2 separate regions of the Mus musculus genome follow, and region 1 is linked to region 2. A link is a contact called in public HiChIP or PLAC-seq data. All regions are on one chromosome and are shown on one strand. The core of a region is the stretch at or near the end of the contact, and the rest is flanking DNA. Distances in the headings are between cores, read along the strand shown. Region 1 has its middle 41 kb from the start of Gm25214. Region 2 holds the start of Kcng1 (potassium voltage-gated channel, subfamily G, member 1).

Region 1 (5,901 bases), core at 2,778-5,277, 560 kb before region 2:
GACTGTGAGCTCAGGCTGCTGCAGTCATGCTGTGACTTTGGGGACCCAGCAGGGACCCAGGAAAGGGTAGGGCTGGTTTCTCTTTGGTAATTGGTGATCTCCTGATGCCACCTTTTGGTGACCTTTGGCGGTGGCTGCTGCTTCTTCTTCTTCTTCTTCTTCTTCTTCTTCTTCTTCTTCTTCTTCTTCTTCTTCTCCTTCTCCTCCTCCTCCTCCTCCTCCTCCTCCTCCTCCTTCTTCCTCTCCTCCTCCTCCTCTTCTTCGAATTATTTATTTTGTGTGTATGAGTTCACTGTAGCTGTCTTCAGACACACCAGTAGAGGGCATCGGATCCCATTACAGATGGTTGTGAGCCACCATGTGGTTGCTGGGAATTGAACTCAGGACCTCTGGAAGAGCAGCCAGTGATCTTAGCCGTCTCTCCAGCCCGACCCTTGGGTTCTTGCTAAGGGAAGAAAACAGTGGCATCGGGTGCAAATTTTGTCCACAGTTGGTACCTGCATCTGAGAACTAGCCTAGAGAACATGCATGGTGTAACTCTATCCCCTTACAGGGAAAGATCCCGGGCGCGAGTGCGCGTTCTTGAGCTAGACGCCTACTGAGGCCAAGTTGGAGCCCATGGAGTCCCCCTGGAGCAGGGGTTACATGTTGTTATGAATTGTCCAACATGGATTCTGGGACCCAAACTCGGGTCCCCTGTAAGCGCAGCAAATGCTCTTCACCACTGGGCCATCCCTCCATCCTCACCCCGCCACCACCACCTTTTTGTCTTTTAAAGGCACCACAAAAACAAACAAACAAGCACCTCATTACTCTGTGTGATAACCTAAAAACTAAATCAATAATGAAGTAATGACAGATAAAGGCAACAGTGTGTCGCTTAGAGCCCAGCCTTCTGACCTCAGGGCTGTACTTTGAATCTAGGTATCTCCCCACAGGCACACGCTCTGATCACTCAGTCCCCGACAAGTGGTGTGATTTTGGAGGGTTAAAGTGATGGAAACAGGTCACTAGGGGTGGCTCTTTAAAAATGAAGCACACCCTCTGTTCTGATCCTAAGTGTTCCGGTGTCCTGCCTGCTGCCAAGTGGACAAGCAAGCAGCTGCTCCGGTCGGCTGCCACCAAGCGAGACTCTTTCACCCCTCACCCCACCACGATGCACTCTGAAACCATGAGTCAAAATGTATCCTCCCTCCCTCCCTCCCTCCCTCCCTCCCTCCCTCCCTCCCTCTCTCCCTCCCTCCCTCTCTTCCTCCCTCCATTGCTTCTGTCAGGCATTTTCATGACCGTGGTGAGAAAAGCAACTGTTTTACATTTTTGTATTTTTATTTATATGTGTATGTATGTACTCCACACGCATGCATGTAATGCCAGAGGATGCCAGAAGAGGGCAATGTACGCTGCCCAAGAGGGGTGATGGGACCCAAATTAGAGCTCTGGGAGCCATCAAATAATTGGTTTAACCTTAGTTTTCTCCTTAAAACGTCTGTCTCCAACCACAGTCACTTTGTGCATTGGAGCACACGTGAGTCAGGTCCTCACCAGTGTCCTCAGCGGACAACTTGCAAGGCATGGTTCTCTCTTTCCACCATGCGGGTCCCGGGGATCCAGGTCAGGTGATGAAGCTTAGCGGGAAGAGTCTTTACCCTCCGAGCCTTTGACCCTCACTGCCTGACCCAATTTTCATAGCTAGAGAGAGCTGGACTTAGGTGTAAGAGCCAGATGCTGAACTCTGGGGAGGCGCTGTTCACGGGTAGTATGACCCGGATGCTGGTCGGATCGGAAGCCGCCTTCAGTGTATCAGGGATTCTTGTTATTTTTTAATCCCCAATACTTCCGTGTACTCGGTTTTGATTTTTTGTTTGTTTGTTTTGTTTTTTGTTTTTTGTTTTTTTTTTTTTCCTGGCTGTTGAGATACTTTCCCGACTGGTCTAAAATCTCGTATTTTGGAGCTTGAGTCAGAAAATCTGAAGCCAGTTTCCACTTTGTGCACTCACTGGGTGACTCTCACACAGTGCGGGATGATACGGGATCCACTTTATTGGACGATTGTTAGGGAGCGTGTTCAGGTTTTCAAAAACCCATGGATGAGACTTAGGAAGAAAAAAGATTCGAATAGGAAAAGTTCCCGGGGAGAACTCTACCCTCCCCCACCCCATCCCCGGAGAGTCTGAGGGCCCCTGGGAAGGCTTCCCTCGTTTAGAGTGCAATAAATATGACAATGTAAAAAAACAAAAACTGTGAGTCGTCCTTCCGGAATCTAAACAGAATGAAAAAAAAGTCTAGAATTGCAAATATCACAGTCGTGAGCCCTTGGGACAAAGACTATGCTGATGTAACCTTGAAGCAGAAAATAAACAAACAAAAAGGGAGCAAAAAAATATTCAAGGCTAGGATGGAGCAGGCTGGCCAACGCCCTTTCCTGAAAAGCCCTTGTAGGGTGAGAAGGCAGGCGTCTTCACGCCTAGCACCCAGCGTGTCCCTCCTAGCTAGGTTTGATCCTCTAATGTCCTTTGGTCTCCTTCCCTCCCCACAAGTAAATTCCTCCTTCCAGTCTCCAATCTACTGGCGACACCCTGCAGCCCCTGTATGCTTTATCTGCGGATTCAGATTCAGGCTGTGGCTTTACCCAGGTGGCTTCTTGTAACTTTACTCGACAATTTGGAAAAACAAACAATTCCATTCCGACCTTCCGATTTCGTAGGCTTCTGCGTTCCCCTCCCAAGTCTGCCTTTGTCAGGACCCCGTTATTACAGATTGAGGTCACTAACTGATGGCCCTGGCTTGGGGTATTTCTTTTTCTTTCTTTCTTTCTTTCTTTCTTTCTTTTTTTTCTTTCCTTCTTCCCCACCTTAAAATGCTAACTTAGCTGGTGACCGATGGCAATTATATAAATGGTCTTTGTTTGGACTTATCTGATCTTTCCCTATCAAGGGGTTTAATCTCAGCCTTCCTGGAAAGCCTCAGCTTGGCTGTGAAGATGCAAGCAATCTTCCACAGCTGTTTCTGAGCCCCTGCTGCGAGCTGTTTACCCTTGTAAGCCCCCACTTGCGATTAAGAATTGCTGCATTTAAAATTCTATTTTTTTTAATATATGCGTTTATTTAGAGAGACTGTGTGCATTCGTGCGTGCATGCACACTCGGAGGTCAGGGGACAGCTTTTGGAAGTAAGTTCTCTTCTTCCACTTTGAGTGGGTTTCTGGAATCGAACTGGAGACATCAGCCTTGGCAACAGGAACATTTACCCACTGAGCCATCTGGCCAGCCCATGTCACTTATTGTTAAGAAAAAGAAATATATACATTATATATTAATATATAAAAACATATAATATACATTAATATATGCGGCAAAGAAGGAATCTCCTCCAGGTAATACGGTTGGGGCGATATGAAAGTTTTATATCAATACTGGGAGTCCCAAATATCAGTTTCCAGTCCCATTTGGAACATTTCGTTGCTATGTGAGTGGCCACTTTATACAAATTTGGGAAGGAGCCACAGAAGGAAGGAAATAAAAGCCACCTCTCCGGCTGGAGTCCCTCATGGGTGCAAGGTCCTGGGATCTGTGGGGGAGGGGCAAGCCCTTCCCGTCCTGCAATAAGCATTTTAAACCCTGGGCCGCACCTGTGTTTACAAACCGTAGCTGTATTCTCGGGATTTGCTGTGTGGGTGACAACAAGCCCTCTCAAATGTGCATTTTAGAAAAATCCAAAATCTGTTTTAAAGAGGAGAAATGAAGGTGGCCGATGGGACTCGGCGTGTGCCTTACTGGCCCCTCCCTGCCCTGCTCCCTACACCCGCCAAGCTTTTCACACCTGGAATGTTGGGGGGCGGGGGAGCTCTAGGTGGAAATGTCGGGGACTCACTCTTACTTCAGAACTGGGGCTACACTCTCTTCCCTCTTAGGCGAGGCTTCAGCCGGGCGGCGGCGGCGGCTTCATCACGGTAATACAATTTTGTATGTTAAACAACAGATGTCAAACAGAAAAAAAGAGACGGGCCTTGGCTTTTCTTTCCCTGTGGCCCTCTTCCCCCCTCCCCTCTAAAGCAGCCATTTTTTCAGTTGCTATGACAGTGGTGTAGGAGTCTATCATTTTCCCATGCCTGCTGTATGTTAATGTGGAATCCATGCAGGCGTTATCTGGTTAGGCTGGGGGGCGGGGGGCAGCCTGCCCTCCCGGTCCCCTCCCCCACCCCGTCCTCAGTTTCCTCTCTAAGGAGTGATGTGTGTAAAGCCCTAAGTTTCATTTGCTTATTAACGTATCAGTTACAATCAGCCACAGAGTAACTGAAGCCCCCAGCGTGTGTTTACAAAGCAAGCTTTGAAATGAACAGAAGAGAGCTAGACTCATATTTTGTGTGTCATCTAAGACAGTCCTGCCCTTCCACCCTAACTCCGAAAACATCAGACCAGTCCACATGGAGGAGGGGACCGAAGCTCCTTCAAAATTTCCCCAAGCTGAGATAATCATAAGGTTTTCATAAGAATCTTTCTAACAAAGATGGTGAAGAAATCAAGAAAAAAGAAAAAAAAAAACGTTATGGAAGGAATCGGAGTAAAGAAAAACTTATTCTTTAAAACCAAACGGAGAGAAAGTGGAAGTTGGCCCCACCAGAGGGTCACTCTTCTTGGTGGTTTCGGTCTGTGTGAAATCCTTTGTCATTCCTGAAAGAATTTGTGAATCAGAATCATTGATTAGGGGCCTCAGAGTTAACTGTGCTTAAACAGAGAGCAACAAAGAAAAGGGAAGTTTTTTTTTCTTTTTTCTTTTTTTTAAGCTTCAGAAACAGGCCAGGACAGAAGCAAAATTAACCCCCAACGTGATTGATAGCATGCTTCACGTTATCCCCCCCCCCCTTCATTTCCAACAGAATACAGCCATGCCTGTCAGCCGAGGTTGGCACCCCCCCCCTTTCTCTTCTTCCTAATCCCTTAAAAAAAAATCTTGAGCCAGTAGGCCTCTAAAATGATTGCTTCAATTGTCAGTAGTTGCTTTCTTCACATTGTCCGGCTTTTCGGAGGCATCTGGCACATTTTATTCCGTTTTTGTTATTTTGAGCTGTTCTTTTATCATTTACCCACAGGAAGCAGTCTTAGCTGGCTGCAGATAAGACCTCGCATCCAGATGTGCATATCAAAGCGGGAGCAGCTACTTATTAAGAAAAACTTTCTTCTTAAGCCCAGCTCCTGTTCAAAGGACTGAGAGAGCCCGTGGCGTCAGTGACAAGCTGGTAATTCAATGCCTCGTCCCCACTCTGCCTCGGGATGGGAGGGGGGAACGGAGGTCAGAGTTTTTGGTGAAGGTCCACGTTTTAAAGCTGAAAAGGGTCTAGTGTAACAACAGCGCATCTTCCCCTATGCAGGCATCTACGTGCCGCTGGGTTTACACTGGGGGAAATGAATGCGCCCCAAATGGACCAGTAGCTATGCCCCGAAGAACGGATTTTGAAAGCCTAAAATTACCTTCTTTTTTTTTTTTTGAAGAGTGATATGCATTTGTATGGAAAATATTGAATTTCAACGCCCACCAACCTGCACTTGCTTCCTCTAGCTTTGAAAATACATTTAATATATTTAATAGCAGAAGACACATACAGAGCCCAAGGCTGTTCTCACAGCCTTTCCTAGCCCCGCCCCAATCTAAAGCGAGGTTGTGGTGTGCTACTTAGCCCCTTTTACAGCATTTTAAATGCACAAATGCCAAAATCAAACACTTTGTGGGGGATGGTGGGATGGTTCAGTGGATAAAGGCGCTGGCTGCTAAACCTAATGACCTGTGTCTGATTCTCCAGACCCACATGGTGGAAGGAGAGAACAGACTTTCAGAGGGTGTCCTCTGACCTCTCCATATTTGTGACAACTCCCACAATAATTATAAAATATGTATTTATAGCTTA
Region 2 (6,258 bases), core at 1,483-3,982:
TTACATGATGGGATGCAGGCTGAGAAACAAACCGTGGTCCTCACTAGCACTGCTGGCCAGGGAGGCAGGAGGGTCAAGAGTTCAAGTGCATCCTCAGATGTATCAAGTTCAAGGTCAGGAAATCCTGATCAATAATCTTTATAAAATTAAAACAAATTAAGTTTTTAATTAAATTAAAAACAAAGTTTAGTGGTGGACAGCTATAATCCCAGCTCTTAGAAGGGGGGTGATAGAAGTGTGTGAAATTCAAGGTCATCCTTAGCTACATAGCAAGTTCAAGGCTAGCTTGGGTTACAAGAAACCCTTTCTCAAAAAAAAAAAAAAAAAATACTAGCCAGATCTGCCAGCTTTTCAAAAAAAATAATAATGTCATATGAAATGTGATTTTTAAATGTTAGCAATCAATTTCAAACTTCTTAAAACTTAACCCAGTAGAGACAAATAAAGCAGGGCTCCGTGCCATAGCCCGCCTACAGATCAAGTGCGAGCCTGTTACCCACAGGCTACCCCATGTGTCAGCAAGCCTGATGGTCCTCATCTTTTCAGAAAGCCGACCCCAGCACCCTCAGCATCCTTCTCCACAGGACAACTTGGCCAGGGATGCTTCTCGGGAGGAAAATGAAGATAAGAACTGGAGATCTGGCAGGAGGCACAAGAGAGAGCTGCAGAGGGAATCCTTAAAAGGATTTAGAAGGATTTTATTGTACTTGGTGAAGCACAGCAGGGGATAAGATCATAAATTCACCCTTGAGAACAGCCTGGGTCTGAGACTGTGTGGAGGTCGGGGGTAGAGGGCAGGGGAGGGTGGAGTCTTTGCCTCTGTTGTGCTGGGCTTTCTGTCTTCAAGTCACCCCAACACCAGACTCAGGTGCCCCGAGTTCCGATAGGCCCAGACCCAAGGATAAAGTAGTTAGGCTAGCTTGGGCTTCACAACCCATCTAAGTATCTCTCTGAGGCCAGATGGAGCTGGGATAAACTGAAGTCTTCAAAAAGCCCAGACCAGGGAACTTGCTGGAAGGGTCACAAGTATGATCCAGTGGGTTTGAAGAATTCTCCAGAGGACTCAGACCACAGTAAGGTTTTGAGAACTTCTGCTCACATCCTGGTCCTGCCGTCCTCCATGGGGACAGCAGTAGTAGGCTTGCTGTCATAGGACAGTGCTGGCTTCCTCCAACAATCACTGAAGAGGCTACTCTTAAGTTTTCCCATGTGGAAGCTGCCGGCCAGAGGAAGACAGCACAGCCCTTGCTCTGGAACCCGAGGCTCAGAAGAAAGCAAGAAAGATGGATGTATGGGTCCTTCTGTTCATGCTAACAGAGCACCAAGGACCAGCCATGTTTTCAACATGGGACGTGGGAGCACTGGCCTCCAGAGTCCACCGAGAACCTTTATGTTGGCCTCTGTTATTTATGTCCCTCCGGCACACTGCCTCCCCGTGTCTCTCAGCATCTCAGAAGCCTTTGTTTGCCCCTTAGTGGGATCTCTTTGCAAATCTCCCAAAGATGAGGTCCTCTCAGTTCCTGGCCCTGATCTGGAGTCGACTTTGTTCCATCTGAAGAGCCCCTCCCCCACCTCCCCTTCTACTTGCACTTCCCGCCCCCCTTTCTCCTGGTGTAGACGCTGCAGAAGCTTGAGAGTTCTTGGGACAGGTCCTCAGCTGACTCTCTGACTCTGCCATCTGTCTCCACCCACGTGCTGAGTGAACCCAAAGCTTACATCCCCCGGGGCCAAGCCTAAGCAACTCGTTAAAGAAGCCCCAGGCATAGGAGGCACACTCGCTGAGCTTGGTTCCTGAGTCTCTCCTGCTTCCCTGATGGAGGAGAAAGGACAGTACCAATCAATTTCCCCAAGCAGGTTACTCCCTCTCTTCTCAGACAGCTTTCCCACCTAATCCCAAATCCTGCTGCAACTTCTGCCAACTCAGAGGCCTCCAGAATCCACCCTGTCCTCTCCAGGCTGTTGACTGAGTACAGGACCCAGAGACTGCCAGACCGGGACCCACCCGGGACAGTGAGGAACTACAGCATAGGAGTCATTCTGGGGCCCAGAGCGCTCATTCTTTGGCTTTGGTGACACTGCAAAGGTGGCGCAGGCCCTGGACCGCAGGGGCAGGAAAAGCCCAAGGCCGCCAATGGAGAAGGCACATGTATGGCTGGTATGGTAAGGTGGAGAGCGTGTGGGGCTCCCGGACTGCCACACATAAAATGCGGCCACCCCACCCCACCCCCGACGTGACATCTGCAGTGTCCGTGACAGTTCAGCGTGAGGTTGGACCTAAGGACAGAAGACTGGTTCGGTGGCGTTCCCACGATAGCGACTCACGTGGGGAATGAGGCTCGGGTCCTGGTACTCGCTGAGCCTAGGGTGGAAGAGCGTCCCACGACCACTGAGAAAACTGGAGAAGTGGATGCGCCTCAGGCCAGGAGCCCTGGGAGGAGCAGCGCTGGGACTTAAAAGGTCGCCACCGGAAGGCAGGGGCCTGCAGGGCGCAGGAGATGATTATGGGAGGAGATGGTTATGGGCAGGATGGGGAGAGTGCAGCACTGCGTTCCGCTAGGACCTGGACTCTGGGTCGGGTCAGGGTGCGTGGCATCGCAGTGGCGGGTCCCGCGGTGGCTCCATCCTCCCGCCCCCCGCCCGCCCCTCTCCCCGCCCCGCGCGCAGTCCCCTCCCTCCGTCCCGCCTCCTGCCCGGCCACCTCCCTCAGCTGCTGCCGCGCCGCGTTGCCGGCGCACTTGCAGCCCGGCGGGCACCAGGAGGCGGAGGCGGGACGGTCAGGGGTCCAGCGCGCAGGACAGCGGCCCTGGGGCCAAAGTTTGCGGGCAGCCCCGGCAGGCCAAGCGGGTCCCACGTGCCGCTTGCTGCCCCCTCTCGCATCCTCACCCCGGCATCGCTGCGCCGGGAGACAGAGCTGCGGCCCGGCTAGCTCCTAGGCGGGGACGCCGCGACGGGAACTTAAGGTGGGAACTTCGCGGGCTGCAGCCTGGCGGGACCCTGCTCCTGCAAGCGGCGCTCCGGGCTCTGCACGTGGCCGCGGCCCCGGTACCCTCTGCGGATACCTAGGAGCCCCGGAGAGGCCGCCCGGGCGATGCGGCATGCACCCACGCGGCCGCAGTTTGGTCCGGCCACGGATCCTTTCCAGGGGTCCCCGGAATGCGTAGTGCGCTCTGACTTTGCGTGCAGGGTTTTTGGGGTCCCACGGGAGGAGTTGGAATGCGGGGAAGTCTTTCACTGTCAATAGGCACGGAAGGCAGCATCCCCACCAGCGGGACTCATTTAAGTCATTCATTAATTACGAACTCAGTGAAGGCTTATGGACCGCCTACTGTGTGCAAGGCCCTAGTGACTATTCAGTGGTCGCGGGCCTTAGCATCTAGTAAGAAAGTTAGAGGTCTCCTTAACCTCAGTGTACCCGGGATAAGTGGCCCGGCTTTGCTCATAGTTTTTGGGTGTGGATGGAAAAGAGACGAACTCGTTCATTCTCTGGGTTGTACAAAAATTGGTTGAGCACCTGCTGTGGGCATCTCACTATGCCAAACACTCAGTGTTCATCCAGTCATTTATTCAACAAGCCTGGATTGAACAATGGCCGAGGTGGCGACAGGACAATGGACTCTGGCGATGGGGGGGCGGGGGGGAGGTTGAGACTCTCAGGCCCTGCCTCAGAAGGGCACAGCCTGCCAGGGTGGCCCGCGCTACAGCATATGTGTATAGCAGATTTAAGGTTGGTGCTTAATGCGTTCATTCCTGGGTGGGTGGGGGGTCCGATCCCTGGAGAGGAAGAAGTGGGCTTTTAAAAGCTCTTTAGTGGGGGCTGGGAGTGATGATGAGGGCTGAGAAGGTTCATCTAATGTTAGGTGAGCACAGCCTCCTCCTAGTGATGGGGCTTAGAGGCCAAGCTGTCACTTTGGCACACATTTTGTTAAACACTTGCAATGCAGAGGTACTTAAGGGGTGCTAAACACCTGAGTTCCCCAAGTAGATAATAGGTGGGAGGCAAACGCATACTCACCCCTCCTCGGTGACATCTGAGCTAAGTCCACAGGAAGGTGAGAGGAGGGGGCAGGGATTGGTCTGATTCGCTGGAGAAAGGAGGGCCTGCCAGACTATAAATCTAGGTAGATATTCGCTGGGGTTTGTTTGACACCCCCAACCCTCCACCAACGTGCACACACACACACACACACACACACACACACACACACCTATGACGGTACTCAGAGTCACTGCCTGGTGTCTCATCAATAAACACATCACCAGGTTAAGTGGTACTCCTGGAGATTAGGGCAGTGGGGTGTGCACACGGTGGGTTTTTCTACCTGTGGGTCTTTATGCTTTTGCAGCTTTGCACAGGCACCTGCTGTAGAGGGTGGGGAGGGAAGTGTGGCTAGGCATGGAGGCTTGGCCCCAAGGGATTGCTCCTACCAGCCCAGCTCTGAGCCAATCCATTCCAGTGGAAAAATGTCTGCTGTGGGACACACTCCAAACCCACAGGGGACGAATGAACCGAAAACAAGTCACCCTGAGCCTCTTCCCAGAGCTGGAGGACCCGGACTGTGAGTGTCTTGCAGCCTGATGAGGCAGACTCCTGGGGGGGGGGGGGGGAGGCAGTTGAGTTTTGTGCACTGGGTTGGCAAGGGACTCTGGCAAAAGGTGAGACATCTGCCCCAGGGACAGAAAGACAAAGATGTTTCCTGAACACAGTAGCTCACAGGGCTGCCCCTCTGAGAATCTACTCTGGGTTGGTTGTCTAAACCCAGAAAAAGAGAGCCCACCTTCCCTGTCCCTACCCATGGAGATAGCGGCTGGTGATACCACCTAAATAGAATTAATAAAACCAGAAGGGATAGAAGAGGCTGCCAAGCCTTGGTATTTTTACCTGGCAGACTGTCCTTAATGAACAAAGTCAACATATGAATCCGCCACAGGATCTGAACTGTGCTTTAAGTTATCCCTGCTTCAGGCCAGCGCCTGCCCCAACAGACAGTTGGCATAGCATCCCCTCCTTCCTGCCGAGCCCTGTGAGCAGCCCAGCTAGCTGGTGCTGTCTCCAGGTCCCCATTGCTCCTCTGTGTTAACCAGTGTCCCCCAATTTCTGACCACAAGGAAGGAAGGAAGGAAGGAAGGAAGGAAGGAAGGAAGGGAGGGAGGGAGGGAGGGAGGGAGGGAGGAAGGAAGGAAGGAAGGAAGGAAGGAAGGAAGGAGGAAGGAAAGAAGGAAGGAAGGAAGGAAGGAAGGAAGGAAGGAAGGAAGGAAGGAAGAGGGTTAGGTCAGTAAGCAAGCCCGAGGGCCGGCATTTAATCCCCAGTACCAAAAACAACAACAACAACAACAAACCAGGCATAGGATCCTGGCCAAAGAGACAGGGCTTGATTACAGGTGACCCCTGGGGCTCAGTTGTCTGCCAACCCAGAGAAAGGCCCTGCCTCAAAAACAAGTGGACAGAAACAACAGCTGAAACACACACACACACACACACACACACACACACACACACACATGAGAAGGAAGAGGCTAATACAAAGGATGTTCTGGCCACAATTTTGAAAAGCTCCTGGTAGAGTAACAGTGTGCACCAGGAGCCATTTTGCCAGCAGCAGAGCCCAGTGGCTAAACACACAGCCCGCCTATTTGATTCACTTTCCCCCATTTTGGTTCAGGCGAGGCATGGCGACAGGAGCCCACCTCCCAGCATGGAACTCCCCGGGCACTTTGACCCCTACTCTCCGGAGACAAAGCTGAGGTGTGTGGGAGTGACAGATGGCAAGTGGGAAAGACAGACTTCCACAGGCAGCAATCCTGAGGTGAGGGGGCAGCATGTGAGGACCTGGGCAGCCTAATAGCTGGATCTATTATAATTAACAATTTAATTGGGGGTGGATGCAGCGAGGCCAGCCTCTGAGTCAGCCCAGCCAGGAACCCTAATCCTGACAGATGAGACTCACGGGAGAGACCAGAACCACATGGAGCCTGGGAAGAGAAGGAGGGGAGCCTCGGGTTCCCTGCTCAAGTTAGGGATGGTAGTCCAGGAGCCAAACCCCAACACCAGAAGCTCAACAAATTACTCTAACCTCTAGGAATCTGCCTAGGGTGTTGTGTTAGACTCCCGAATTCTATACGAAGTGTTTATCAACATCTCAGAGTCTGAGGAGATAAGAACTCCCAATCTTGTCTTGCCCGGTAACATCTTCTGGTGAGCATCCACTCCCACATACCTTCTCCAGTGTCTAGAATGCCTCCTGAATGCCTTGGCTTATG

Evidence for each region. HiChIP or PLAC-seq counts read pairs in DNA pulled down with a chosen protein or histone mark.
Region 1: a contact with region 2 is called in an H3K27ac HiChIP or PLAC-seq map of extraembryonic endoderm stem cells, with 7 times the contacts expected there. The contact joins the enhancer-like site here to the promoter of Kcng1 in region 2. A contact is called at or near these places in 4 of 39 promoter capture datasets (the 3T3-L1 cell line, the HPC-7 cell line and liver) and 1 of 115 datasets of contacts at active chromatin or transcription factors (extraembryonic endoderm stem cells).

What each region holds. Positions count from the first base shown.
Region 1 is chr2:168,838,152-168,844,052 of GRCm38.p6, reverse strand. No RefSeq gene overlaps it. Among named protein-coding and RNA genes, the nearest start is that of Gm25214, 41 kb to the left of the region's middle. Within about 2 kb of position 4,027, at least 43 of the 459 cell types and tissues checked have an H3K27ac peak or open chromatin away from gene starts, as enhancers often do. A contact at or near this core is called in extraembryonic endoderm stem cells, where this site is marked.
Region 2 is chr2:168,277,580-168,283,837 of GRCm38.p6, reverse strand. It overlaps Kcng1 (potassium voltage-gated channel, subfamily G, member 1), which reads left to right and starts at 2,732. Exons shown (of 3, transcript NM_001081134.2): 1 at 2,732-2,960.